7 separate regions of the Mus musculus genome follow, and all the other regions are linked to region 3. The links are chromatin contacts, called in public HiChIP or PLAC-seq, Micro-C and promoter capture Hi-C maps. All regions are on one chromosome and are shown on one strand. Each heading gives the region's core, a stretch centred on a gene start, on an enhancer-like site or on the middle of the called end of the contact. The rest is flanking DNA. Distances are from core to core; before and after follow the strand shown.

Region 1 (3,498 bases), core at 534-3,033, 740 kb before region 3:
GAACAAACTGTGCGGTGGGTTGATAGCCAGGGTCTGTCTCATGCCATCCAGGCCTACCTCCTAGGGCCAGGCAGCTCCACCGCCCAGCTCTGGGTATCCCTATGCAAACAGTCAGGCCCCACAGACCCTTGATGCCCATAGACCAGAAAAAGTCTCCAAAACAAATGTATGCTAACTACCGGCTGCAGGGCAGAGCTACACATCTGCTCAACAGAAGTTCCCCTCAGACTTCACCAACAACCCTGCCCACCCCGCAGCCTCCGACCCCTGGGGTTGCCAGTAGGAGGAAGGAGCTGAAATTTCACTTTAAGGAGGCTGTACCTCTGGCTAAGATACAGCATCCACTCCCCTGTCTACCCCTCCAGCACACAGGCCCAGGAGAGAGGTCTGGCTTTTCAGGGAAGGGTGGAGAGGGGTGGGGGGTCACCAAGGAAACGCCCCGGCCTTGTCTCTTCTTTGGCTCTAAGTCAAGGCAAACCCGCCCAAATAGTTCCAGCATCCGTGGGAGTCTCAGGAGGCTGGCTGCTCAGTGACAAAGAGTGGGGGGCTGCCTGTTGACAACTTATTTCCCCACCCTCAGCCTGTGCCAATAGGCTGTTTTCCTGGGGTGTTCCGAGTTGCAGGCTGGTGGCTTCCAGCTGGGCAAGGCCTTGGAAAGCCTGGAAATGTGGCTTTCTCCCTTGATGCCTCCCAACTTCCCACCCCCACCCCCAGCCAGGCCAAGGCAAGCAGCTGCCCCCTTTAGTGACGCTTGTAAAAGATCATCGCCTGGCCCGGGAGCCAGAGCCGGCTGGAGGGCAGGTGGCCGGCAACAGAGCCCTGCGGTGAACACTGCCTCACTGGGGTGGAATGCTTACAAGGCTCTCCCCGCTGGAAACGCCAGCTAGCTCAGGCAGGCGGGCGCTCACGCTTGTTCTCTCTCCCTCTCTGCCCCTGCAAGTGGGGGTGGGTGACACCGGCCAGACTTTCGAGCAGGGAAGAAGAGGAATTGGGGTCTTTTGTAGTGCCAGAGGCACTCTCCACGAACCCAGCTGGGGGACCGCGCCTCAGAAGCTCCGGCAGGATGCTTTGATTTGGAGAGTGGAGGTCGGGAGGCTCTGCGCGACCGAGAGAAAACAGAGAGACAACACGAAAGTAGAGACACAAGCCCAGAGAAAGTGAAAATCGAGGCGAGAGGGACAGAATAAAAAAAGCACGGGGGAGAGGAAATGGAGCGATGGAGAGCCAGAAACCTGTGGATGGGAGACAGGGACCAAATGAGCAGCAGCTAAGAAGGGACCAGGATAGATCCAGAGGACGCGTGAGTCCAGTGTACCAGCGCTGCCCGGCGCCTGCCGGGCGACGCTCTCCCTCCTACTCTCAGTCCTGGCGGTGAAACTCCTACAAGAAACGGAGCCCCGGGGCGCGGCTGGCGACCGGCTCCGGACGCCGCCGGTGCCCCCTGGCCACCGGGGAGCCGCGCCCACGTCCCCAGCGCGGGCGATCGGAGGCGCCTGGCTGGCCGCCGGGCTGCGTAACACGAGGGTCGCGAGCTGGAGGGGAGCGGAGAGGGACTGCCGGACTCGGGGGACACTGCGGGTCGCCGGAGCAAAGGGGCTCCGGTTGCCCCGCTCCGGCATGCGGGCCCGGGCGAGACTTACCGCGCGCGGCGGCCGCGGGGAGCGCGGCGCGTCCTCCTGGGGGTCCTAGAAAGTGGGGTGCGAGCCGCGGGGGTCGCAGGCCCGGGGTCCTCGGGCTGGGGCGGCCCCGCGAGGCTCGGCTGGGCTGCGCTGCTGGCCGTCTGCGGCCCCGGGCGGGCGCGAGGCGCGGGGGAGCGGCGGGCCGAGCGCCTCCGACGTCAGGGTGTCTCAGCTCCAAATAGGGAGTGAGGGCGGGGGCAGCGGCGACGAGGGGAGGGACGCGCGGGCAGGGCGGGCGAGCGAGCGAGCGAGGGCCGCTCCCTCCACTCGTGAGCAGGGGCGCCCGAGCCATGGGCCCCGCTCCCCGACGGCCGGGACAGGGATGAAAGGGCACGAGCCAAGCGTCCGGCCGCTTCCCAGGCTTCGATTCCCCTCCGCCTGGCTTTTCTAGGCAGTCAGATCTTGCCAGGCCTTGGAGTGACAATAGTGGGTCTTTGGAACTCTTGGAGTGGGAGCCTGGCTTTGGACACGAGCTGAGTGTGGCGCTCCAACCTATTGGGGGTTCCAACACCCGGGATCCATCCTACGCTGTGCCTGTTCTTCCCTCGGGAGGTTGAGTTCTGATCTCCGCTGTGTCCTTGCCCCTTGACCTTCAGTTGCCTCCAAACAACTTAGCCGGAGCATCCAGAGAAAGGGCTGAGAGGCCAAAACACAGACTCACTAGGGCTCCTTGAAAAGAGGACAGCACGGTTCCCCTCAGGGAGAGGCTAGCTCTCTAAATCCAATAAGGTGGATTGCACTGGTGTAGCCTGGTCTATTGGTGTAAGAAGAGTGCTCTGGATTGGAGCTGTAGCTTAGTATAGCAGTGCTTTCCTAGCATGCAGGAAACCCCGACCTCCATCCCTAGCATCCTCTATACTGGGTCTAGTGGTGCCCACGCAAGGCCCACAGTCAACTAAAATAGCAAGTTCCAGGCCACCGTACAAAGAAGAGAAAGACGGTATTGGGGCGCCTTTGTTCCTTGAAGGTGATAGCCCACTGCACCATCAAACAAAATGTCCAGACTTAGAGACCTATCCGTATCAGTTACACACGCCTGAATGCACTCAGCCCTGCTCATCTGATGTCTCCAAGGTGCCAAGCATGGAGAGTGGGGAGTGGCAAGAAAGCCTCCTAGTGACTTAGTGGCCACACCATGGCTGCCCCAGGCGATCTGCTCTTCAATCCTAGCTGCTGTGCTGTTCTTCAGCCTAGAGTTTTCTGCCGCCCTTCGTCTCCCTTTCAATGCATCCTTCATCTACCAGGTGGAAAACTTTCCCAAGCTGCTCAGGTGACGTACACTTCCTCCTCCTCCAGGAGTGATCTTGCAGCCTGGGATACATATCTGCTCGTGCTAATCTCTCTTTATGATCTTCTCCATCGGCTCCCTGAGGGCAGAGCCCTTCATTTTGTTTCCGTGTTATCTCCCATTTAATAAATGCAGAGGGCCCAGAGACAACTTGAGTAGTTCATCAAAAAGTTATAAAGTGCAGAAGCTAAGGTTTGGCAGAACCCAGCCTTGCTACATTGTGGCATGTGTAGGCCATTTTACAGCCAAAGGTTGCCAGCCATCTCACTTCAGACCTTGGACAGGATAAGAGTGGATGTCTACATTCTGTAGATTCTGTAAGAGCCCAACCCATTCCCAGCAGACATGTAATCCCTACATTTGAAAGGTAGAGACTAAAGGGCCAGGAGTTCAAGACCAGCTTCTACTAGTTACATGCTGACCTGAGCAATGTGAGACCCTGACTCAAACAAAACAGGAGCTGATAAGATGGCTAAGTGAGTAAGGTCACTGACAACTGAGCCTAACAACGTGAGTCCAATCCCCAAGACC
Region 2 (3,813 bases), core at 898-3,397, 570 kb after region 3:
AGATACACTCCACCTGCCTGGCCTTTACATGGGAACTGGGGACTCAAACCCAGGTTCTCACGCTTTGGCATAGGGAACCTCCCCACAGGGGCTTTCTGCCAGGCCCCGGAAATCTGTGATCTCAAGACAGCAAATGCTGGGTCTCTTGTTACACAGTATCTAGTGCTAAAGCTGAGGCAAAGCCCTCTGCCCAGGTGGCGCCTTGGAGCCTGTGGGTGTGGCTTGTGTAGAAAAAAAGAACAGCCTGTATTGGTTACTTTTTTTTTTAAGATTTATTTATTATTATATGTAAGTACACTGTAGCTGTCTTCAGACACTCCAGAAGAGGGTGTCAGATCTCGTTACAGATGGTTGTGAGCCACCATGTGGTTGCTGGGATTTGAACTCCGGACCTTCAGAAGAGCAGTCGGTGCTCTTACCCACTGAGCCATCTCACCAGCCCCTATTGGTTACTTTTAAGTTGTAAAGAAACACATAGTTCAGCGGGCAGAAGAGTTTACTTGGCCCGAGACTGCAGAAGGTAAGAGTCTATCATGGCTGATGGGCAGGATTCTGAGAGCTCACGTCTCCATCAGGAGCCAGATGGAGCCAGATGTGGGGAGAGACCGCATGCGCTCACACTCCACCCCATGACTGCTTTCTCCCCATATGATCTTGTGGACGAACAGTTTCATCTAAACGGCTACGAGTTCTCGCCTCAAAGAACAGGAAGGCATAGTTTATTCTGAAAACAAATTTTGAGTGACCAGGCCCTGGCAACTCAGGGTTAGGTTACCTCAAACTTTCCCTGTTCCAATGAGGTCGCAGTTTCATAAATGTTTATAGTCACAGAAGAAAGCAAGCCATAAAACAACACACTTTGCACACATTGGTTGGTACCTTAGGTAGGTGAGTTACTGAAACATTGGGAGACTCAGTTATCGACTTTAAATGCTGTCTGACATAGTCACAGTCCTCTGGTGAGAACCAGGGGTCTCTTCATACATTCCAAAGGATTTTTCCTAACAGTCATAAAAGATGTCAGGTCTTGTACACCAGAAGCCATACATGCCTATTAAGGGGCCTAAGCTATTCCAAGATAATGGCTCTTAACCTGCAACATTCCAACCTCTCCAGATTGTTCGGATTCTAGCCAGTCACTCGGCTTTTTTAGACAACAGGTTCTTGCCAGGAATTCTAGCTGTCACAGATAACTGAGCCTGGGTGCCTGCTGTGGAGACATCTGAACTGAGAAGATATAGCTGATTAATCGATGCTGTACCCTCCTCGTCCACACAGAAGACGATAATGACTCAGCTAAAAGGATGTGGCTAGGGTGAGGTATGGACTCAACTCGTGCTCTGTGGGTGGCTTTGCTGTGCACACACAAAGGCTGTGAGTGAAAGTGTGTGTTCTCCTGATGAACTAACCCGCAGCCATCTTGGTTGCTGTTGTATAAAAAAAACAGCAACTTGATGCGATTCAAACTGACCCTTCACCTCCCTGCGGCTCAGGTTCCCTTTCTTAGGGTGTTGGGGTGTGTGTGTGTTTGTATATATGCATGAGTGTATGTGTGTGTGTGTTGATACGCATCCATGTGTTGATGTGTGAGTGTGTGTGTGTGTGTGTGTGTGTGTGTGTGTGTGTGTGTGTGTGTGCTGGTGTGTATCTATGAATGTGTTAGCCAGAGGTCCAGACCAGGCTCCTTCCTCAGGAGTCTACCTCCTTTCGGGAGACTGTCTCCCTGGTACCTGACTTGCCAACTTGGGTAAGGGCTGTCCAGTGAGTCCCAGGGGTCTGCCCCTCCTCTGGTTCCTCAGCTCTGGGATATGAGCAAGTGTTCAGGTGTGCTCTGGGGATGAACTGAGGTGCTCGAGCTTGTACAATGAGCACTGTCCTGACCTCAGCCTCTCTTCTCCCCCAGCCTGTCCTGACTGGAAGACAGCTGCTCCACCAGAGATCACTGATTGACTTGCTGAGGGGAGGGGGAAGGGAGGGGAGTGAAGGGGAGGGGAGGGGGAGGGGAGGGGGAGAGAAGGGGGAAGGGGAAGGGAAGGGGAGGGGAATGGGACAGGAAGCGCTCACCAGCTGCTGGAAACTGGAGCCCAGCCCTTGTCTCCTAATGTGACAGGAAATGGGCTCAGGCAGTGTGGCCTGCCGGCTGCCTTCCCAGAGCCAGGCCTGCTTTTCTCCAACTCCCTGGCCCTCTACAGGGAGAAGACAGAGAGGGCCCAGGCTGTGTCCCCAGAACCGCTGGACCTCTAGCCCCTCCTGCCGGAAGAAGGTGGCTAAGGACATCCCTCCTTGTTGAAGCAGCCTCCTCCCAGAGGCCTAGTTTGGTAGGACGGGTCCACCAAATGGCTCAATCCCCTCTGGGTTTTTGTAACACAAACAATCTTAGACAATCTCCTTGGCAGAGGGGGTTGGGGGAAAGGGGATAATCTGTGTGGTGTGAAGAGGAGAATGCTCTGAGCAGAGCCTCACCCCATTTGCATTTCTAAGTGAGAAACTGAGCAGGGGAGGGGGGAGGGGGCCACCACTCCTCTTGTTAACTCCCTTCTGGCTCTGCAGCTGAGGGAGTCAGCCCAGAGCTCCATCCACCTAAGACCCAAGTCCAATCCCTGCATGGAGGAGTCTGGAGTGGCAACCTCTGTGGACCTCTGTCACCTGTCACCTCCACAGAACAGAGAAGTTACACTACAGGTCCACGGGGAACCTTCCAGAAGGGGCACACTGTAGTTATTAAACCTGGGGAGCCAAAAAGTTTCACTCAAAGTGTGACCTTGTTTGGACCGAGCAGCTGACCTTGAATGTGACCCTTGGCCTCCCTGTGGGGGGTTGAATGAGAAAGGCACCCATTGGCTCATAGATTTAAATGCTTGGCCACTAGGGAGTGGCACTGTTTGAAAAGATTAGAAGATTAGAAGATTAGATTAGTGGCCTTGTTGGAGGGAGTGTGTCACTTGGGGCGGGCTTCGAAGTTTCAGAAGTCCACACCAAGCCCTGTGTCTCTCTCTTCCTGTGACCTGCGGATCTTGGTGTAGAACTCTCACCTACCCTCCAGCACCATGTCTGCCTGCAAACTGCCGTACTCCCACCATGATAACCATGACCCTTAACCTCTGAAACTGTCAGCCAGCCCCAGTTAAGTACTTTCCTTTGTAAGAGTTTCCATGGTCATGGTGTCTCTTCACAGCAATAGAACAGGGACTACGAAACTCCCCATAACTGGTAGGAGGCTTTGGGAGGAACTGGCTCAGCTGCCAGCCTCTGCCTCCCCAGAGGCCTGCCCCAGCATCTCCGGAAGCTGGCCACCTAGGTTTCTGTCTGGGTATCTCTGAGAATTCGAGGTTTACTCCCCTACATTGGGACGAAGGCATCTAATTCCACAAGCTGTAAGACCTGTAGACTCAAGCTCAAATCCGTTTCCAAGGCGGAGGATGTGTCTCGGGTGGTGGAGGATCTCTGTAGCATGCAGAAAGCCCTGGTCTCCATCCCTAGCGTCTTCTGAATCCAGGCTCTAGAATTCCAGCCGTGAGGAGGTAAAGCCAATAGAGCCAGAAGTTCAAGGGTATCCTCAGCTTCACAGGGTATTTGAAGCCAACCTGGGAAACAGGAGATGCTCCCACATTGAAGCAAGTTTTGTGCAAAGAAAGTCCCCAAGGATTACCATTTGCATGCCAACCCCAGCAGTGATGGCGTCATCTCCCGGCTCTTGCTTTTCTTCTCTGTGTGGGGATGATGTCATCTACCTCTCAGAGAGCTCCAGAGAGGGTCACTGAGCAGAGCAGTGGCAGACATTCAGTGACATTCACTGCCCTGGTGGTGACATGC
Region 3 (3,434 bases), core at 461-2,960:
CACTAATCCAGCCTCGATCCCCCCAATTTGGGGACTCGCGGCTACAGAGATCTAGAAGATTACAACGATTTCACAGCGGCCCGAGCGGAGGAAGCAGACGGAATAATTGGAAAGGGGGAGGCTAGAAGAGGCTCGGTCTGCTGAGCTGTTCCTACCGCCCCCTCTTTACTTTCCCGCTCCCCCCTCCTTCACCAATTTTTCTTTGTAAAAGTAGGTATCTGAAACCACTCTCAGATTTAATCAGAAATCGTGCGTCGCCGAGCCAGAGTCCCTCGGTCTCCGTGGCGGGGTACGCCATTAGCGCTGGAGAGCTCTCGAACGCCCAACTTTATATTCAAGAGCCTCTTTAGCGACCGGCACTCGGCTCTCCTCAGTATTCTGCGTCATGTTGGGCAAATATTGTCCTAATCCTTTGCGCGTCCTTAGCCGCCTGTTTTGCTTGCATTCGTTCCAGGAGAGGACTCCGGCAAATCCCCGGCTGCCGCGCTCTCCCGCCTGCGTGGCCGCTCGCGCGCACTTGATCACGCAGCCCGCTCTCTTCGCCTCTGTCTAATTCGGGGACCCGGCGGCTTCTCGCTGCCCGAGGGAGGGGGCTCCCTCCCTAGATCGCCGGCTGCCAGACCGCCCCTTCTCGCCTTCTCTCCCCATCCTCCCGCACCCACAAGTGGGGCCCACACAATGACAAGAGGGGCGGCTAAAAAATAAAATTGGCACGCCGTTTCTAACTGCTCCTGAGACACCATGGGCTGTCTGAGCCGAGGAAACTAGAAGACCCTTCGGTGACTGGCTGAAAGCCTTCCATAGGTTTAAATAGAAAAGGGAGGGGGCGCGCAAAGGGGCCCTTTCTCCTCTCCCGGCCGATCGCCGCCGGCCGGTCCCCTCTGCATCCCCGAGTGGCTAGAGACTCAAAACAGTCCCCTGGATTGCTGTACCCTCTTTTGGTCTTGAGTTTCTTTCCCGGGACATTTGCAGACTTTAGAAAGACGTAGGGAAAAGTTATGTTTTTAATTTTTTTGTTTTTGTTTTTGCGGGAAATAAGGCACTATGCATTGTTTTTAATTAGTTTGTGTCGGGGCCGGGAAAAAAAAAAGCCAGTTAGTAAGTTGCTTGGGAGGAAGCGGACGGTCTGGTGGAGTGGAAATAGAGTGTCGCTTGTTGGTATTTCGAAATAAAAGGGGTTGGAGGGACCCCATCCCGACTTTGAGGGACCAATTCAAAACTAGGGAAGAAAGCCGGCGGCGCTGCGCAGAGACCCGGGAACTCTGTTGTGTCAGAGAAGAGTGGGAAACCCTGGAATTTACCGGAGCGCAAAACGGACCAGATGCGAATTCCCCGGGGAGTCGCATCCTGCGGCGAAAGGCCGGCAGCCGGTGACCCACGGAGCGCGGGCCGAGGGTCAGCGGAGTCCACGCAGAAACTGACAAGTGTCCGCTCTAGAAACTTCCCGTGTCCCACGCGGAGACTGGGACCCAGCAGAGCCCAGGAAGCCCCGCTGCTCGCTCCCCTGGAGGGTGCCATCTCCGAGGTCCTCCGGGGGACCCTGTAAAGGCCTCCTGCGCGCTCTCTTACCTTCCAGGGGGAAGCCGGTGCGCGGGTAGTTCTGCCCCGGGCCGGGTCTCATCATCCTGGGGACCGCGCCGGGCAGCGCCGCCATTCCTGCGCACGCTGGAGACGAATCCAGAGTCGGCTGGATAAACCTCTTGGCGTCTCTTCCTTTCACCCCTGCTGCGATCCTCCTCTCCTCTTCTTCCCTCCCCCCCCCACTAGCCTCTTCCCCCTCCCTTCTGCACCCCCCCCCACCCGGTTGCAGACGCGCCCCTTCCAGAAGCTGGGCGCGGGGGGGGGTGAGGTGGGGGCGGGAGGAGTGGAAGGTGGCGACAAGGAAGTTCAAACAAACAAACACTCCAACCCCAAGTCCGCCTCCACCCGCCGGGCTCGGCCAGAAGTTAAGCCGAATGACACCGGCTGCCGTGGGCCGAGCAGGCCGGGCTCCCTGTCCCCAGCTGCGCCTTGCGGGCCACCCGCTCCCGCGCTCCCGGCCGAAGTTCCTGAGCCCAGAGGTTGCGGAGTGGCTTTCTTTGGGTCTTTATTTATATATTTATTCTCTGGCTCGGACTCCCTCCTCCCCTCGATCCCTCCTCTCAGCGCCTCTTTCTGCTGGCCCTCACACCCTGTCCCCCGGAGGACTGGAACGGGGACGCGCTCCTGCTCGGGTTTCGGACTGGAGGGGAGGTGACCCGAGCGACAGGGTTGGGGAACACAAGAGGAAAAGCGAGGGGGCGCGAGCGATCAGCTGGGTAAGTTGTGCAAAAGTGCTCAACGGCAGGGAAGGGGAGGGAGCAGGCTGCAGCCAGAGAGATCTGATAGGTTCGGACTTTTCTTTTATTCATGAGCAGGAAAGGGGGCCAGTTCGGGAGGGAGAGGGGACCGATAACGAAAAGAAGTCTCCAACGAGTATTTTTTCCCCTTCCTTTTTAATCTCCAACTCGACCTCGTTCTTTTTTTTTCTTTTTCTTTCTTTCTTTTTTTCCTCAGGGGGTCGCGGGGGAGGGAGATAATTTGAAACTCTGAGTCCAGGGATGGCGTGGGCTGGGGGTGCTCTGAGGGAGGGAGAGGGTAACTTCTTTTAAGTGTTGTCCAGAGATGTGCTGGCAGGTCTGTGCTCCGGACGGCTTTCAGCTGTCTGCCCGCTGTGTAGGAAAGCCGGCCTTGGGCTGGGATCTTCTCTGTCCGCTCCGGCTATCTCTGGCCTCCTGGACTAGGGTCCACCGCACGTGTCCCTTCTCTTTTTAGTTCACTAGCTCTGAACATTCCTTGACAACTACTCCCTCCCTGGGCGGAACAGAGTAGGGTGACATCCCCGGAAGAATTTTGACTTCGCTGATACCTGTCAGGGCTTTACTGCTTGCGCCTGGCCTGGCCTGGCCTCCTGCAGCTCGGAGAAACGCAGCAAAATATACATCCCCAGAGATGCTGGCAAATCCGAGTCTGCCAAACCCTGGGGAATAACCTCTCCAGCTCCTCCTCCAGCTCCTAGGCCACCACCTTGGAGCCCTTTCTAGTGGACTCAGAATGTCCTGGAGGCGACATCAGCAAGGCTAGGGATCTGGGAGTCAGATGGGAGATGAGTGGGAGACAGACAGATAAAGCTGGGTACCACCAACTCTACTCCTCCACTGGAGGGCTGGGGAGGTGGTGGCCCAATTAGTTGCGCTCTCTCTCTCTCTCTCTCTCTCTCTCTCTCTCTCTCTCTCTCTCTCTCTCTCAGAGATCCCACAATTCTGTTCTCTGATGCCACAGTAACCAGTGGTCTCTGCCTTAGGACATAGATTCCTAGGGTTGAAAAGCCCTCCCAGCAGGGTAGGATGCCACCCATTACAGATCTTTTGTGCCCCCCCCATACATCTCCAACACTCCAGTAAAGGGCCTCTCTG
Region 4 (3,643 bases), core at 120-2,619, 810 kb after region 3:
TAATTAATGCATATGTTAAAGTCTCTGAAAAGTCCTAAGTACCAGACTCTGGCGAGCCAATGAAGACAAAGGGACCGGGCGTCCCTAAGTGGGCAAAAGCCCCACCCACCAAGATCCTACCCTGGTGACATGCCAACAGGAGGCAACATGCCGAGATAAACCGAGGCTGACAGGGACTCTCAGGGTTTCAAGGGAAGGCTCCAGAGTCACACGGGACAGTGCTCACACCTAACACGCAACCGTGCGACTTTGGGCTGACTGCTCACGTTTGCCCGCCTCATCTGTACAATGGAGATAAATTAGCCTGCGCCTTACTTACAAAACAACTAAACCAGATGATGGGCCGCGGTGCCTGTGGTGCCAGTGGTGGGACGGTGTGCCCGTGGTGGGACATGGTGCCCATGGTGAGCCGCGGTGCCCATGGTGGAACGCGGTGCCCGAGGTGGGACGTGATGCCCGTGGTTAGGACTCCAGCCCTGTAGGCCCCGTTCATGTCTCCCTGCTTTGGGGCTCTATAGGGCGTGGCTTGCCCACAGAGGCTGTACTCAGAGTGGGCGGGTCCTTGAGACCTGCCTGACATCTTGTCATCCCCACATGAGGTGTGGGCTTGCCATCTCTGAAACACAGCTCCCCATGGGGCAACCTCCCTCCATGGCCTCATGTGACCCGGGTTAATCAAATCCTGGACCTGACCCATGTGGTTTTCCCGGACACTCCAAGAAACTGACGCCCTGAAAGCTTTCAATCCGACCAAGTAAGTGGCTCCGGGAAGACCCACGCCCTGCTTCCCATCACCAGAGGCCCGGGAGACTACAAAGACAAAGTTCAAGGCTGAAAGATCTGTCCTGTGAGCCCCTCCCTGAGGTTACTCAATCTCCTGCGTCTGCACCTGAGAAAGCGTGTTTCATCCACCCTCTTAGGCTCTGTGACCTTGGGCAGGTTGCTTAACCTCTCTGAGTCTCTGAACTCCTCCTTCATAAAAAAAGAACTGAGCAGTGAACAGGAGGAAGCAAGCAAGATTCAGACACCAGGCTCGTCCTCGGGGGCTTGTACCAGCTTCAAAGGGTTTCCTGTGTCTCCTCCTCTTCCTCCTCACCCAATAGGTCCTCGGGATGAAAATTCTGATTGTGCATTCCCTTGGGACCCAAACATTTGAACGGCCCCAAAGTCCTTCCAGGTGACTCGGAGGTCTCCCATGAGTGGTCAGAGTCCTCCCCCAGCCTCCCCTTGCTCTCCTACCCCCTCCTCAGCTGCGAATCTCTGCTCTGCATCTGCGCCTGTATCCAGAAGGCGCTAACTAGACAGGCGTCAGACAGATGGACCTCTGCACACTTCTGGCAACCTCTTGGCAAGACCGAAGGAGGTCACCAAGGTCACGGACAAGGTAGCTTGCTGCCCTACCTCCCTTTACACAGCTGGGCGTGGTGGGAGCCTCTCCTGGCTACACAGCCAGAATAATGCTTGCACCTCTGACTTAGGGTTGATCTTCCCAGATCCCAACCCTAGAACTGCATGCAGGTCAGGTTCCTCACAAGTGGGCTCCCAGACTCTCATGTGGCCCCTGCGCAAACCTCTAAATGTGACCTCGTGCTGAACCAAATCCCGTTCCCCCCCCAAGCCATCCCTCAACTCCCCCACAAACTGGCGCATTCACTAACACTGCCACCAACCATGTATACAAAAGAAAAATCTACAAGTCACCTGATTTCTTCCTCCCTCCACCCGCCCTCTGCATAAAGTCTTAGTTTGCAATTCTAGCTGATTCTATCTCAGACACATAACCCTGATCCCACGCTTATCCAAGCTCCCTGGCACAACCTGAACCTATACCCTGGTTCCCCATGGCCCAGGGAGCCTACAGCCTCGCCCAGCAGATTGCTAAAATCTTCAAGTGACTATGGCAACTCACGGAGACTGAGGTAGGTGGAGCACAGAGCATGTGTGCCAGTGTATGGCTCAAACCTTCCTGAACTCCCACGCTGTCTCCATCCATTTATCCCCTCCACTGACTTGAAACTATGGCCTCCCTACCCTGAGTCTGGCCCTCAGCCCTGGATACCCAGGCAAATGCCTCCAAGTCGTGGCCACTCAGTCCAAGTGTCTCAGATAAATTATCAGCAGACAGGCTACTGCTTAACGGATCACAGAGGTGGGGAGGTGAGATCTAGCTGATATCCTGAGGTGGTTGTTGTTGCCTGCCCTGGGAAGGGACTGTGAGATCTCAGTTTCTCCCAGTTTCTTTCCTCTCTGGCAAACACTCCCACCATTACAATGCCATCTGCCATCTGTTGTGAGCCTGTCATCAAAGCTCAGTATGCCAAGGCACTTGTCACCAAGCCTGACAACCTGAGCTCAATCCCCAGGACCCAAGTAGTAGAAGAAAAAGACTTGACTACCTCTAGTTTGTCTCTGACATCCACAAAAGCATCAAGACACACACACACACACACACGCACACACACACACACACACACACACACGCTAAAGAAATTCATGTAAGGCATAAGTAAAAAGAATGTTACCTAAAAATATGTCATTCTGGTGTAAGAATTCTTTTGATCTAAAGGCCCTGCGCAAGCAGGGGGACAGCCCTGTGCAAGCAGAGGGGACAGGAGTGTCTCTGCCTGCTCCCTTCTGTCTACAAGCAGGGCCTACATTTCCCTTTGTGACAGGGACATAAATCTCTCTCCCTTAAACAGGAAGCAGAGGAATGTTGTCTGCCTAAGAGGCCTACTGAACATGTGTGATGGGCGACCTTGATGTTCAACTGGACAGATTGCAGAGAACCCCAGGAGCCCTATTTCTGGTCCATCTACAAGGGTCTTTCTAGAGAGGCTGACTGAGGAGAGGACACACACACACATACACACACACAAGATCGTGGACACCCCCCCCCCATTGTGGGTGACACCATCTCAGGGGCTCAGGTTCCAGTCAGCAAGGAAAAGGATAAAATTGAGCTGAAAACCAGCAGCATCCCTCGGCTTCCTGACTGTGGATACAATGTAACCAGCTGCCTCTAGCTCCTGCCTGCAAGCCTTCCCGCTGTGATGGACTGTGCATCTTCAAACTGTGAGCCCAAATACTGTGCACCTTCAAACTGTGAGCCCTTCCTTCCACAGGTGCTTTTGCCCCATGTGTTACAGCTAACACAGCCTCGCTTCACTGCTGTTTTCTAGCCCTTTCCCAGGACTGACAGCCTTCTCCCTTAGCTGATCACTTCAATTTCATCATCCTTTGTTAACCTGGGATGTTAACTTCTTCAGGGATCTCACTGCTCCCACATGAAGCCCCAACTCAACTTTCTTTCTTTTTTTTTTTTTTTTTTTTTTTTTTTTGGTTTTTCAAGACAGGGTTTCTCTGTACAGTCCTGGCTGTCCTGGAACTCATTCTGTAGACCAGGATGGCCTCGAACTCAGAAATCCACCTGCCTCTGCCTCCCAAGTGCTGGGATTACAGGCATGTGCCACCACTGCCCGGCCCTACTCAACTTTTAAAACTTAACATTTAAAATAAATAAAGCTTTACGGGGCTGGAGACAAGGCTCAGTCGGTAGTGTGCCTGTCTAGACCCTACAAGGCCCCAGGTCCCATCCCCAACAATGCATAAAGCAGGCATGATGGCACACACCTGACATCCCAGG
Region 5 (3,646 bases), core at 947-3,446, 670 kb after region 3:
CAAGTGCTACCTCTAACTTTGCTAGCTGTTCGCTCCTGGGTAGCACGCTTGGGTTTGCTGAGCTGCAGTTCTAGCTCCTTAAAACAGGCACAGTGACAGGACAGTGCCTGCTGGGCTAGAGTTGTTGGGAAGGGTGTGGCCCCGTCCTGAGCCCTCAACCATGAGCTCACAGTTATTGTTGTGTCTGTAATTGTTACTCCCTTTTCACGGGTGAAGGAAACCGTTCCGAATCCACAGAGGCAGATCCTGTGTGTCTAGAGCAGTGGCGGAGACACAGGCTGAGACTCCAGGGACGCATGCATGCACGTTCCCTAGGGCTCCAACAGCATCAGAGTAGGGACAACCAGGAAGCCACCAAACCAACTGGGCTAAGACGTGAAGTCAGCTCTCACCGAATCCACATTATCACCCACATTATCACCCATGTTATCATCACCCACATTATCACAAGTGAATAAAGAGCCTCTGACTTTTCGAGCCTGGCTCAAGGTTTGATGGATCTCGATGTAAACAAGCGTGGAACTAAATCCCAAGGAGGCTGACTGCCTGCTCAGTGGGCACATAGGTGAGGTCTGCTTGTGCAGGCATTTATTCCCTGTATAGGGCGGTGTGTGCACAGAAGTGTATGTACCATGCGTTGGATGGATGGGTGGGCAGATGGATCAATGGGTACATAGACGGATACGTTCATGCATAGACGGATGCATGAGTGTGTGAATGGACGAGTGGGTAGATCGATGGGTAAGTTCGCAGATGGGAGAATGGATAGATACGCTGATGGAGGGGTACATTGATCTGTCAGTCAATTTGTCAATCAATGAATATGTGGGTGGGTGAGTGGATGGATGGGTAAATGGATCAATCTACGAATTGGTCAATGGATCCTTGGGTAGATAAGGAATGAATGGATGAGTGGGTGGGTGGATGGAGGAATAGATGGCTGGATTGATTGATGGATTTATGGATGTATGCATGTGTGGGTGAATGGATGGATGAATGTGTGGTTAGATAGGTGGGTGGGCGAATGGGGGAATGGATGGATGAAGGGATTGTAGATGGATGGGTAAAAGGATGGATGAAGGGATTGTAGATGGATGGATGGATGGATGGATGGATGAAGAGATTGCAGATGGATGGATGGGTGGATGAATGGGTGGAAAGACGGATGAAGGAATTGTAGATGGATGGATGCATGCATGCATGCATGAATTGCAGATGGATGGCTAGGAAGTGGAGGGGTGAAGGATAGGCAAAGCTAACTATCTCTGTCTCATGTACAAACCAGAGATAAGGAGGCCATCCCTGACACTGCCTCACTGACCAGACACACACTCCCTTAACGAGAGCCTCCGCCTTCTTCCCTGTTGGAGGCCATCTTCACTGGCTTGCAGAACTGCCCAGCCCCTAATTGGCCTCCTAACTTCCAACCCCAATTCCCTGACTAAAACAACAACAACAACAACAACAGCAGCAACAACAAATCTAACTTACAGAAACCAAGTTCACCCTCCAAATTGAGAGCATCCTGCCTCAGGGCTGGATCATTTGCAGGTATGGAGATCTCCATAGCTTACAGAATTAACAAGGGGACAGACACCAGAACATGGGTTCCATCTGACAGCCTGGGGCACAGGTCCATGGCCCGTCATTGTCCATACCCCCTTCCCTGCCGTCTGCAGCAGGCTCAGGCTCAGTGTGGGGTGTGCAGGCAATTACCCCCGGTCACACTCTGACACCTGTAATCCCTCCTCACCCCGGGACACAGGGAACCCAAGTCCAGCAGCTCTGCCTCATTAAGCAGCCAACACAGGGCCCTGGGAAATGTCTTAATTAGGTGGCCATAGTAGCTGCTGTAAACTAATTTGATAAAGATAACAAAACTCGGCGAGCAGAGCGGCTTGTGTGTACAGGAACAGCTGCCCTGAGACGGGAGCTCAGGGAGATAGATCCGGGAGGAGACTGAGATTGCAAGCTGTACCTTCGGGTGCAGCAAGCTCCGGTTAGCGGCATTTCCTGGTGAGGCAGAAGGACCTACAGACCTCTTATAAGCTTTGGCCGTGTGTCAAGGGAGTCTGGTTAGCAGGCTGCTAAGATCCTCAGTTTCAAAAGCTGTGAAACGGGTTGTCAGCTGACACCCTGCTTCCTAGCACTGGTTTAATGCATAGAGCGGAGCGTGGGGTACCCTTCCCTCCCAGCAAGAAGCAGCAGGCTTTGGAGGGGGAGGATACTGCAGATCAGATTGACATCCTCACACAAGCTCTGCATCCCAGCTCTCTTGTCTCTTTTTTCCTCTCTCTCTCTCTCTCTCTCTCTCTCTCTCTCTCTCTCTCTCTCTCTCTCTCTCTCTCTGTGTGTGTGTGTGTGTGCGCGTGTGTGTGTGTGTGTGTGTGTGTCCATCTGTCTGTCCATCCGTCAGTCTGTCCATGAAGGATCCCAGCCTCGGCCATGCTTCCCTAGACAAGAACTAGCATGTGGTAGATGACAGTGTGAGGCTGAACACCCCATCCCCACGCCGTAAACCCGAGAGAGGCACCGAGTGTCTAATTAGTAAAATATTCGATAATTGGTGTAATCTGGGCCTGCTCCCTTTCTGACAGCCCCTGCCACCGTGTCCCATTTCAAGCTTGAGTTGCCGTTCGCATCACGCTGATAATTGTAATACTGAGAGGGAAAAAATCAAATCGGAGTCGTCGGAAGCTCCCATTAAATTGATTTAGGACACAATAAGTTAATGGGATTCCCGTCCCTACTCCTCCTCCCCCCCCCCCGCCCCACCAGTGCCTCACAGACTGGCCACATGGAGAGGACATCAGTGGCTTCTGAGCCCTGGGCCCCTCCCCTTGGCCTCTGATCTGCTCCAGCCTGCTCCAGCCTGTGCTCAAGGGCCCTGGAAGCCAACATGAGAGGTTCCTCCCCTTGTCCCCTGAGAACCTCACCTTAGAGACAGAATCTCAGGTCTGTCTGATGTCTGGGAGGCTAGACATGAGCTGGCAGGAAGCCGATCCCAGCAGCCCAACTCCAACCAACCAGAGGACACATCAAGATGTCTGGCTCAGGGAAACTGGAAAAGCCAGAGGGAGAACTGGCCCAGAGTTCTCCCCAGGCTGAACAGAGCCCCTGAGCACCTGTACTGCAGCCTGAGAGAGACAGGTCAGCTCAAAGGGTGGATAGGGCGCACCCGCTTCATTTTACACAGGCTCAGTTTGGGCCTTTTTGAACCACATACAAGGGAAACATGCAAATAGATGCAAATGAGACCCTGATTTATGCAAAACAGCCTATAAATGCATGTCCCTGAATTTGCCAAAGGAAAAAAGCCTTGTCACCTAATTTAGCAGAAATAACAGGGGTAGAAGACTGTCTATCCCTGTGTGGGGCTCAGGCCAAGAAAAACTTATAACACCTTCTGGAATGGAGCTGAAGGACCCGTGGACTTGAACTTAGAACCTGCACAGCCTTAGCCTTGTCAAGAAAGACCTGCTTCATGGTGGTGCCTGGTCCCCTTGCAGCTGACCTTAGGGTCTCCCTTCTCACCAGACAGGGCTCTTTAATTAATTGTATACATTTTATTTTATGTGTATGAATGTCATCGTGTACATGCCAGGTACCTGCAGAGGCCAGAAGAAGGAGTCAGATCACAGAGAAC
Region 6 (3,998 bases), core at 964-3,463, 760 kb before region 3:
GATCACCTTCAGCTACATAGGGAGCTTGGAGTCCACTGAAGCTACATGAGGCCTTCTTTCAAAGTAAGGCCCGAAATCTTGGCACAGAGTGAAACATGACAACTTTGAAGACTGTCCTCGGGGCCCTGAGGCTGGTGTAGGCAGAGAAGAAGAGGAGAGAGGGAAAGGGAGGGTAAGAGTTTGGCCTGGAAGGATCCTCAAGGGCCATAATTGAGGTGGGATTTTGCCTTGTGGAGAGCTAGGTGGGGTTTGTAGCAAGAAAGCAAATGGCCAACTTCTTTTCAGTCACTTTGGCTCTGGGAAAGTGAGCTCCCTGGTGAGAGGTGACAGTGGCTTAGACTAGGGATGGACAGCAAAGGCATGCTTATTTCGAAGACAGGACCAACAGGCCCAGAAAAAGGTGTGTGAATACGAGGGGAAGAGGGTGCTTTCTAAGTTCCCCAGATGTGATACAGGATGGGGCCCGTCACAGAGAAGCATGCCAGCTTCCTCCTCCATACCCAGCTCACCACAGCCCGCATATCCCACCACAGTCAGAGCTTGAAATTCATCCGAAAGCCATAGCCACCGGCCTTGGGGGATTAGCAACGACTGTTAACTATGAGGCAGTCACCCAGTGGTTTCCCAAGGGCGGTTTATTTCTCCCCATCCCGAAAGCCAGGTCTCCCAAACCCACCCCGGGTACCTGCAAGGTTTCCAAGGCCTGGCCAGCCGTAGCCGTGCCCGTGGTGAGCGAGGCCACTTGCACCGCCTGCTTGCGGGCAGCCAGCAAGATCCTGCAGTAGGTGAAGCAGATGGCACCCGAAGGCAGGAAAAAGGTGACGCCGGACGCCACGAGGACATAAGGCAGGCTGGCCAATAGGCGGCACTGGCCCGGGGCAGATGTTCGAGCTTTGCCCAGTTCATGCCAGCCCAGCAAGAGGGGCAGGAAGGAGGCCAGCGCGGCGAGGCTCCAGGCACCCAGGATGAGCGCCAGGGCACGCGGGGCTGTCATGCGCAGCTTGTAGCGCAGCGGCGAGAGGATGAGCAGGTAGCGGTCCAGGCTGATGAGGCAGAGGTTGAGAATGGAGGCGCTGCAGCACATCACGTCGAAGGCGGTCCAAAGCAGACAGAGGCCGCGAGCTAGCACCCAGCGCCCATACAGCGCGTTCAGCATGGCTGGGGGCATCACCACCAATCCCACCATCAGGTCCGACGTGAAGAGCGACACCAGGAAGAAGTTAGACGTGTTGCGCAGCGCGGGCTGCGTGCAGATGAGCGCGATCAGCAGCGAATTGGCGGCTGCCGTCAGCACGATGACCACGCACAGCGCAGCGGCCACCCAGCCGCTGCCCCCTGGGGCTGGCGGTGGCCCGGGGCCCCAGGCTGGGGTGCTACTGTTGACAGGGCCGGGCTCTGGAACCATGGGGACTAGGGTTGAGGACCAGGACAGGATATGGTGAATGCGGATACAGGGTGAAGCCAAAGGAAGAGAAAGCAAGATGGGTAAAAACTGCACCTCAGAGGAGTAGGTGGCAAAACAGGGTTCTTAGGTCACCGAGCAACCATTACAAGAGGTCGGGGAGAGATTGTAGGGGCGCCTCCTATGGCGGGGCCACCTGGAGTACTCGGGTAAGAAGTTTGGGGAGGGGTACCGATGCGCCGAGTCCATGAAAGTTGGGCTGGGGCTGGATGAGAGCCCTGGAATGGAATAGAGCCACCGGGGATGCCTAAGGATGGGGGTGGGGCTCCTGGCCAGAGGCACGGCTGGGGAGGTGGGAGCAGGAGGCGAACTCCCGCCTTCCGGTCGGGGCAGTCTCTCTGAGGAGGGTGGGCGTGTGAGTACGCTTGATCACGAGCTGTCGCGCGTGGGGGTCGCAATGGGGTGGCCCAAGAACAGGAGCGCAGCTCGGCGGCGGAAAGCAGGTCTCCTTTCTCCCCTAGGCACTGAAGGATCCCGGGTACCGGAGGCCGCGGACCGGGCCGGGCCAGACCTGGTGGGGGAGAGAGGGCTGGCAGAGGAGCGCAGCGCGGCGCGGCGCTCCGCCCTCCCGGCCGCGCCGGCTCGCCTGGCCGCCTCCCGCCCGCGCTCCCTACCTGGGCGCTCGCGGGTGATCCGCTGCCGGCGACTGCGGCAAGCGCCGCGGGGCTGGAGACTACAGGCAGCGGCTGGTGGCGCGGCGGGCATAGGGCTCCCGAGCCGGGGAGATGGTGCGCAGGAGCCCGCGACGCTTCAGCCACGCGCGGTCCCGGAGGCTCCGAGCGTGCGCCCCGCCCCGCCCCGCGGTGGGCGGGCAGAGTCGAGCCCCTCTTAGCTGGCGAGCGGGGTTGTGGTACCCTAGGCCTGGAGAAGGATGCTCCAAGCGCTCCCGGGCGCCCGCAGCCCCCACACCTTCGCCTGTGGCTCCCCTGCCCACATGTGGTGATGGCGCAGGCAGAAGTCAAGGAAGGGGGACGTGACCTGTATGTACCCGGAGACTGCTCCCCAATGGGGGTCGAGCCACTCACTGTAAGAATCACCGAGCTTTCAAGAGAAGTCAGCTGGGAAATACCGAGCAAGTCCTTTGAGATCCCTCTGAGCCTCAGCTGCTGGATCTATACAATGGGTAAATAATTTCTACCACACTTCACCTTTGGATCAACCCTGCCAGTTCTCTAACAACACTGAGTGATTTTGGTGAAGGTCCCCCTCCCTGACCTGTTGGCGCTCCAAGTCTCAGTGTGAGGGATTTGGGAATCTCCAAGCCATTGGAAGGGTAGTCACTGCAAACAGGGGTAGGGCCTAGCGCCTCCTAGTGATGACCAAGTTTTCTTCACACCTTGTAGGTACCAGGTACTGCTCTGGACCATCTATCTGGACACCACGACATTAGATGACGCTTCCCATCTGTGAACTTCCATTCTAGTGGAAGGAAATGGACAAGAAATGGGCAAAGGAAACGTAAAGTGGTCATTTCTATAGGAAAGGGGGGAGGAAGAAGAGGGAGGGGAGGAGGGAAAGGAGGAGGAGGAGAGAAAATGTACAGCAGTGTGAAGAGAACCTGACACGTATCTTTTTTGAAATGGAAATACCTCCCACTTAGAAGAGCCCACTGCGTTCATGGCCTTGGTTTGTCCTGGAATATCTCTACCCAGATTCCTACCCCCAACTATAAAGCCAGAATATACATGCCAGAAATATAAATACCAGGAAGAAGGTGTTACGCTGAGGCTCAGAGAGGTCAAGAGCCTCTACCGAGGTCTCCAGCACCAGGCAACCAAGGATCTGGTGGAACCGAGTTCCGCCAGGTGCTCAAGGCAGAAGGTGCTTAAGATGCCCGGTGTCCAAATCCGCAGATCAACGGTATCCACTCACACCCAAAGGTGGGTGAAGTCAGCCGCAGCACCCAAAAGACGGACCCTGTCTTTCACTCCACACTGTGAGGCCTGAGGAAACAGAAGGTCACCCCTGGATGGAGCGTCAGAGACCCACTTGCGATCCCAGCTCTGATGCTCAGTAGGTTCTGCGCATTCAGGGCCGGTGGCGGCTGATCCCTTGGCCTTCTTTTCTCTCCAGCCACAGTTAGCAGAATTCCGTGTCTGACTCACGGGGTGTCAGGGGAGATTAGATGACACTGTGTGCTCCAACAGCTTGACAGTCCTATGTCGGTGCTAGCTGTTGGCTTCTGTGTCTCTCACTGGCGTTTCATCCTGAGGTGCCTCTCATAGCCCTGGTGTGCCTAACACAGCAGCAGGAGATATGTTTGCAGCATGGGAATCAGGGCTTATCGTCATAATCTGTTACTTGATCTATAATGCTGGCAAAGGTTTCTCCTCCTCCTCCTCCTCCTCCTCCTCTTCCTCCTCCTCGTCCTCTTCTTCTTCTTCTTCTTCTTCTTCTTCTTCTTCTTCTTCTTCTTCTTCTTCTTCTTCTTCTTCTTCTTCTTCTTCTTCTTCTTCTTCTCCGTCTCCTTCTTCTTCTTCTTCTTTTATTTTTTCTCCTGCCTACGATTGTTTGCCTACATGTATGTCTGGTGCCT
Region 7 (3,418 bases), core at 232-2,731, 520 kb before region 3:
CCCTGACCCATTTCTAACTTGCCTATCCAAGGGACATTGCCGCCACCGCCTCCAGTCCCCTGGAACACAATCCTGGAGAAGAGGCAACACTGTCCCTGTTAACCAGTGTTCTTCAAGCAAGTCTCTCTCCCCTCTCCCCTGTCTGTATCCTTCCCAGTCTCGTGGGTCTGGATGCACCAGCTGTACAACAAAAGGCTCGGAAAATGTAAAGGAGAGGGAGAGGGAGAGGGAAGGAAGCATGATGAAGAGAAAAAAAAAAAAGGAGGAAAGAAACAGAACAAGAAAAAAGAGGGGAGGCGGGAGCGGGAAGCGTATGCAAGGAAACTTGTAAATTGAGCGGGCCCAGGGCTGAGATGTCGCTCTGGGCAAGTGTTGGAGTTTCAGCATTCTGATGTATACAATGAAGGAAATCCTAAAAGGCACTTACTTACCTCCTAAACTGCATGCAGACTACAATAAAACCCAGGCCAAACCTCCATATCCCACGCTAGTCAAGTGCTCTACCACTGAGCTACATACATTCCCCACTAGGGGATTGGCTTTCGCGGCTCATGTCCGTAAAGGCTGGCCAGGAGACAGTATCTCCTGCCACATCCAGCTCTTCCCCAATTCCAAGCAAAGCCAGGAAGGTGCTTCCCACCAAAGCCTATCTGGCACAGTCAACAGTAATATTCTGTTCTTGCTGTAGCCCCCTGGACCACATTGTAGCATGGAGTACACACGAAGTGAACCTGAAACTACACACTTCTTTCTTTCTTTTTTGGGCAGGTGGGAACGGGAGCAGTTTGAGACAGGGTTTCTCTGTGTAGCCCCTGGCTGCCTTGAAATTAGCTCTGTAGACCAGGGTAGCCTCGAACTCAGATATCCGCCTGCCTTTACCTCACATTTCTAACCAGCCCTCTGTGGAATCCTGCGGTGAGCTTGGCGAGGAATGGGACATTCTGGGTTCCCTACCTGCAGAGCTACGGAGAATGTGTCAGGGGAGCGCAATGGCTCCGGGATCCTACCCATTCCTGGCCTCCAAACCAAGGCTCTAACTCCTTCCGGTGACTCTGCGGGTTCGGAGGGATAATGATAGGGCAGCGGCTGGGGCAAGCGCCGCGAGGCCCCCACCCAGAGCAGGGAAAACAAGGCCGCCCAGTCCAGGGAAGCCGAGAGGCCGGAAGGCAAGGACCTGCAGGTAAGAAGTGGGGCCGTCCCGGATCCCTGGCCAGGTTGGGCAGAGACCCACGATCCCGCTCCCCAGGAGGGGACCAGCGCCGGGGACCGTGCAGAGCTGGAGGAGGGTGTAGAAAAGACTTAGCTGGGCGCGTCTGGAGTCCCGACCCCCCAGCCCGGGACAGCCGCCAGCCCCCTTCATCCTCACCAGTTCAAGATCCACAGCCGGTGTCAGCTTCAGGATCCGAGCCCGCCGGGATCAGCTGACCTCCGCGAAGTCCCGCCCCCCGCCGTGGGCGGAGCCTGAAGCTTCGAGTGCGCAGGCGCAGTCTCCATGCTGCGTGCAGCGTCCAGAGCCGTGGGCCGCGCTGCTGTTCGCTCCGCGCAGCGCTCCGGGACTTCGGTCGGGCGTCCTCTCGCCATGTCCCGGCCTCCGCCACCCCGCGCCGCCTCTGGCGCCCCTCTCCGGCCCGCTACGGTGCTGGGCACCATGGAGATGGGGCGTCGCATGGATGCGAGTGCTAGCGCCGCTTCGGTCCGCGCCTTCCTGGAGCGCGGCCACAGCGAGCTGGACACGGCCTTCATGTACTGCGACGGCCAGTCCGAGAACATCCTGGGCGGCCTGGGGCTCGGGCTGGGCAGCGGCGACTGCACAGGTAACCGCTGCACCCGGCCTCCCCCGCCCCCCGCACCGAGTAGAGCTGAGCCGGTGCCCGCAACCGGCGTGCACCAGCCAGGATCTGCATCCAGGAGCTTCGGAAGCTCCGGATCCACAGCTGGGTCTACCCCAAGCTCCCAAGGCAACTGGAGTCCTGAACTAGTGAACTGAACTTTGTCCCGCCTCTCCTTAGAAACTTCTAGTTGCAGCTACCGAGGCGGGTGCGAGGAAGCTTCCTACGCTAATGTTTAGCCTACTCTGGGCGCTTTGCTTCCTACCGCAATCCCTGCCTCCCGGCCAACCGTTGTCCATAGCCGCCCCCCCACCCCCGACACGCCCCCCATCCCCACCAGGCTTTTTGTTCGTGCCTACCCCTCTTGCCCTCACCACCTCTGCGCTCCTGGAGAATGCTTATCATTCCGGTCTTTTGTCCGGACTAGACTTTGTCCCGTGCAGTCGACAGCACCTGTGGATCTCAAGGAGACCTGTGGCAACAATGCCTAGGGCCCAGCTGGGGGCAGGGGCGGAAAGGTGGCGTCGGGAGAGGGCATTTCGGCCTTTGTGCCCATTCTCTGTGCCAGGTCTTACAATGGCAAACTCTGTAGCTCTGTAGGCTACCGTGGGAGAAGTGATTTCTCCACGGAGAGTTAAAGGTCCAACGAGGAAGACTGTAGCCGCGATTGCTGAGGAGTGCAGGAAAGAGTAGCTTGTCGGGAAGAGCAGTAGGCAGAGCCCATAGAGAACTGGGGATGGGCCCTACAGTGTAAGTAGGGTGCACCGGAGACTGCAATCCTAGCTATTGGAATATGGAGTTTGAGAGTTGCAAAGTACGTGTGTGATCAGTGACGCGTGTCCCGCGTTGGAAGGGGAGGGGAACCGCCCTTCATTTGCTTGAAGCTATTGGAGTCTCAGGAGGGTGCCTGATACGTAAAGAGGCCTCACTTTTACCTGTTCTGAGGTTCTTCCTCCCGGTTCCTGTACAGTGGGCTCCATAGACTCACATGGGGTAAAGCTCACTTAAGTGAGTGGATCTCTCAAGCCGAATGCTGTAGAGTTCACCTGGATGACATACATTACTGATAATGAACATTTCAGTTTTCTCCCCCAACCCCCCCTTCTTTAGCCCATTTCTGCTTCTGAAGACTCAATGGGCCAAAGTCCTCAGGCAAAAGGTTACAGAAAGAATGCCTTGGGGCTGGGGCGGGTGTTGTAGTAAGGAGATGCTGTGGTCTTCTAGCCTTTATCCTGTGGGATCAGAGGGCTCCCCTTGTTCTTGCCAGAATCCATCCATCCTTCCGCCGTCGTCCATCAGTCCAGGTAGTTGGTTCCATATCTGGGAAGAAACAGTGCAGAGCACTGAGGAGCAGCTACAGTACGCTTGCATTACAGGCTTCTGAGGGTCTGAAAGGGATTTGTGTTAAGATTGATGGCTTTCAAGGAACACATTCAGGCCCCCGTGTCTCTTCCCTAACTTTTTTTTTTTTTACCTGCATGTATGTGTGAGCCCACAGAGGGTACTGGATACCCTGGGACTGTATTTATACATGATTGTAAACCAACATGTGTGGTTCTGAGAACCTCTGAATACTTCGTGAGAACAGT

What was found. Promoter capture Hi-C pulls out the DNA fragments that hold promoters and counts their contacts. A called contact is a pair of places that touch in the nucleus more often than the background predicts. HiChIP or PLAC-seq counts read pairs in DNA pulled down with a chosen protein or histone mark.
Region 1: a contact with region 3 is called in a Micro-C map of embryonic stem cells, with 5 times the contacts expected there. The contact joins the promoter of Nbl1 here to the promoter of Pax7 in region 3. A contact is called at or near these places in 5 of 39 promoter capture datasets (embryonic stem cells, liver, pre-B cells and 1 more), 15 of 484 Hi-C or Micro-C datasets (all in embryonic stem cells), 5 of 115 datasets of contacts at active chromatin or transcription factors (all in embryonic stem cells) and 1 of 9 other capture datasets (embryonic stem cells).
Region 2: a Micro-C map of embryonic stem cells shows a contact between it and region 3, with 3 times the contacts expected there. The contact joins the enhancer-like site here to the promoter of Pax7 in region 3. A contact is called at or near these places in 2 of 39 promoter capture datasets (the 3T3-L1 cell line and liver), 2 of 484 Hi-C or Micro-C datasets (both in embryonic stem cells), 6 of 115 datasets of contacts at active chromatin or transcription factors (embryonic stem cells, kidney and stem cell-derived neural progenitor cells) and 1 of 9 other capture datasets (embryonic stem cells).
Region 4: an H3K27ac HiChIP or PLAC-seq map of embryonic stem cells shows a contact between it and region 3, with 2.6 times the contacts expected there. The contact joins the enhancer-like site here to the promoter of Pax7 in region 3. A contact is called at or near these places in 2 of 39 promoter capture datasets (both in liver) and 7 of 115 datasets of contacts at active chromatin or transcription factors (astrocytes, embryonic basal ganglia, embryonic forebrain and 4 more).
Region 5: a contact with region 3 is called in an H3K4me3 HiChIP or PLAC-seq map of embryonic forebrain, with 2.7 times the contacts expected there. The contact joins the enhancer-like site here to the promoter of Pax7 in region 3. A contact is called at or near these places in 2 of 39 promoter capture datasets (hippocampal neurons and liver), 3 of 115 datasets of contacts at active chromatin or transcription factors (embryonic forebrain, kidney and neural tube) and 1 of 9 other capture datasets (embryonic stem cells).
Region 6: a Micro-C map of embryonic stem cells shows a contact between it and region 3, with 5 times the contacts expected there. The contact joins the promoter of Htr6 here to the promoter of Pax7 in region 3. A contact is called at or near these places in 1 of 39 promoter capture datasets (liver), 4 of 484 Hi-C or Micro-C datasets (all in embryonic stem cells) and 4 of 115 datasets of contacts at active chromatin or transcription factors (all in embryonic stem cells).
Region 7: a contact with region 3 is called in a promoter capture Hi-C map of embryonic stem cells, with 2.0 times the contacts expected there. The contact joins the promoter of Akr7a5 here to the promoter of Pax7 in region 3. A contact is called at or near these places in 2 of 39 promoter capture datasets (embryonic stem cells and pre-B cells) and 2 of 115 datasets of contacts at active chromatin or transcription factors (both in embryonic stem cells).

What each region holds. Positions count from the first base shown.
Region 1 is chr4:139,091,187-139,094,684 of GRCm38.p6, forward strand. Nbl1 (NBL1, DAN family BMP antagonist) reads right to left here and starts at 1,784. Exons shown (of 4, transcript NM_008675.2): 1 at 1,641-1,784.
Region 2 is chr4:140,404,309-140,408,121 of GRCm38.p6, forward strand. No RefSeq gene overlaps it. Among named protein-coding and RNA genes, the nearest start is that of Gm13017, 16 kb to the left of the region's middle. Within about 2 kb of position 2,148, at least 54 of the 459 cell types and tissues checked have an H3K27ac peak or open chromatin away from gene starts, as enhancers often do. A contact at or near this core is called in embryonic stem cells, where this site is marked.
Region 3 is chr4:139,831,258-139,834,691 of GRCm38.p6, forward strand. Pax7 (paired box 7) reads right to left here and starts at 1,711. Exons shown (of 9, transcript NM_011039.2): 1 at 1,570-1,711. The coding sequence starts at 1,654. It overlaps Gm46873 (a long non-coding RNA gene), which reads left to right and starts at 2,211. Exons shown (of 3, transcript XR_001784470.2): 1 at 2,211-2,297.
Region 4 is chr4:140,639,557-140,643,199 of GRCm38.p6, forward strand. All of the region lies in intron 1 of Arhgef10l (Rho guanine nucleotide exchange factor (GEF) 10-like), which reads right to left. Among named protein-coding and RNA genes, the nearest start is that of Arhgef10l, 25 kb to the right of the region's middle. Within about 2 kb of position 1,370, at least 19 of the 459 cell types and tissues checked have an H3K27ac peak or open chromatin away from gene starts, as enhancers often do. A contact at or near this core is called in embryonic stem cells and forebrain, where this site is marked.
Region 5 is chr4:140,502,570-140,506,215 of GRCm38.p6, forward strand. No RefSeq gene overlaps it. Among named protein-coding and RNA genes, the nearest start is that of Gm13021, 82 kb to the left of the region's middle. Within about 2 kb of position 2,197, at least 15 of the 459 cell types and tissues checked have an H3K27ac peak or open chromatin away from gene starts, as enhancers often do. A contact at or near this core is called in embryonic forebrain, where this site is marked.
Region 6 is chr4:139,073,357-139,077,354 of GRCm38.p6, forward strand. Htr6 (5-hydroxytryptamine (serotonin) receptor 6) reads right to left here and starts at 2,214. Exons shown (of 4, transcript NM_001377096.1): 1 at 2,077-2,214; 2 at 686-1,973. The coding sequence starts at 1,405.
Region 7 is chr4:139,309,263-139,312,680 of GRCm38.p6, forward strand. Akr7a5 (aldo-keto reductase family 7, member A5 (aflatoxin aldehyde reductase)) reads left to right here and starts at 1,482. Exons shown (of 7, transcript NM_025337.3): 1 at 1,482-1,814. The coding sequence starts at 1,493. Slc66a1 (solute carrier family 66 member 1) reads right to left here and starts at 1,446. Exons shown (of 9, transcript NM_145384.3): 1 at 1,367-1,446.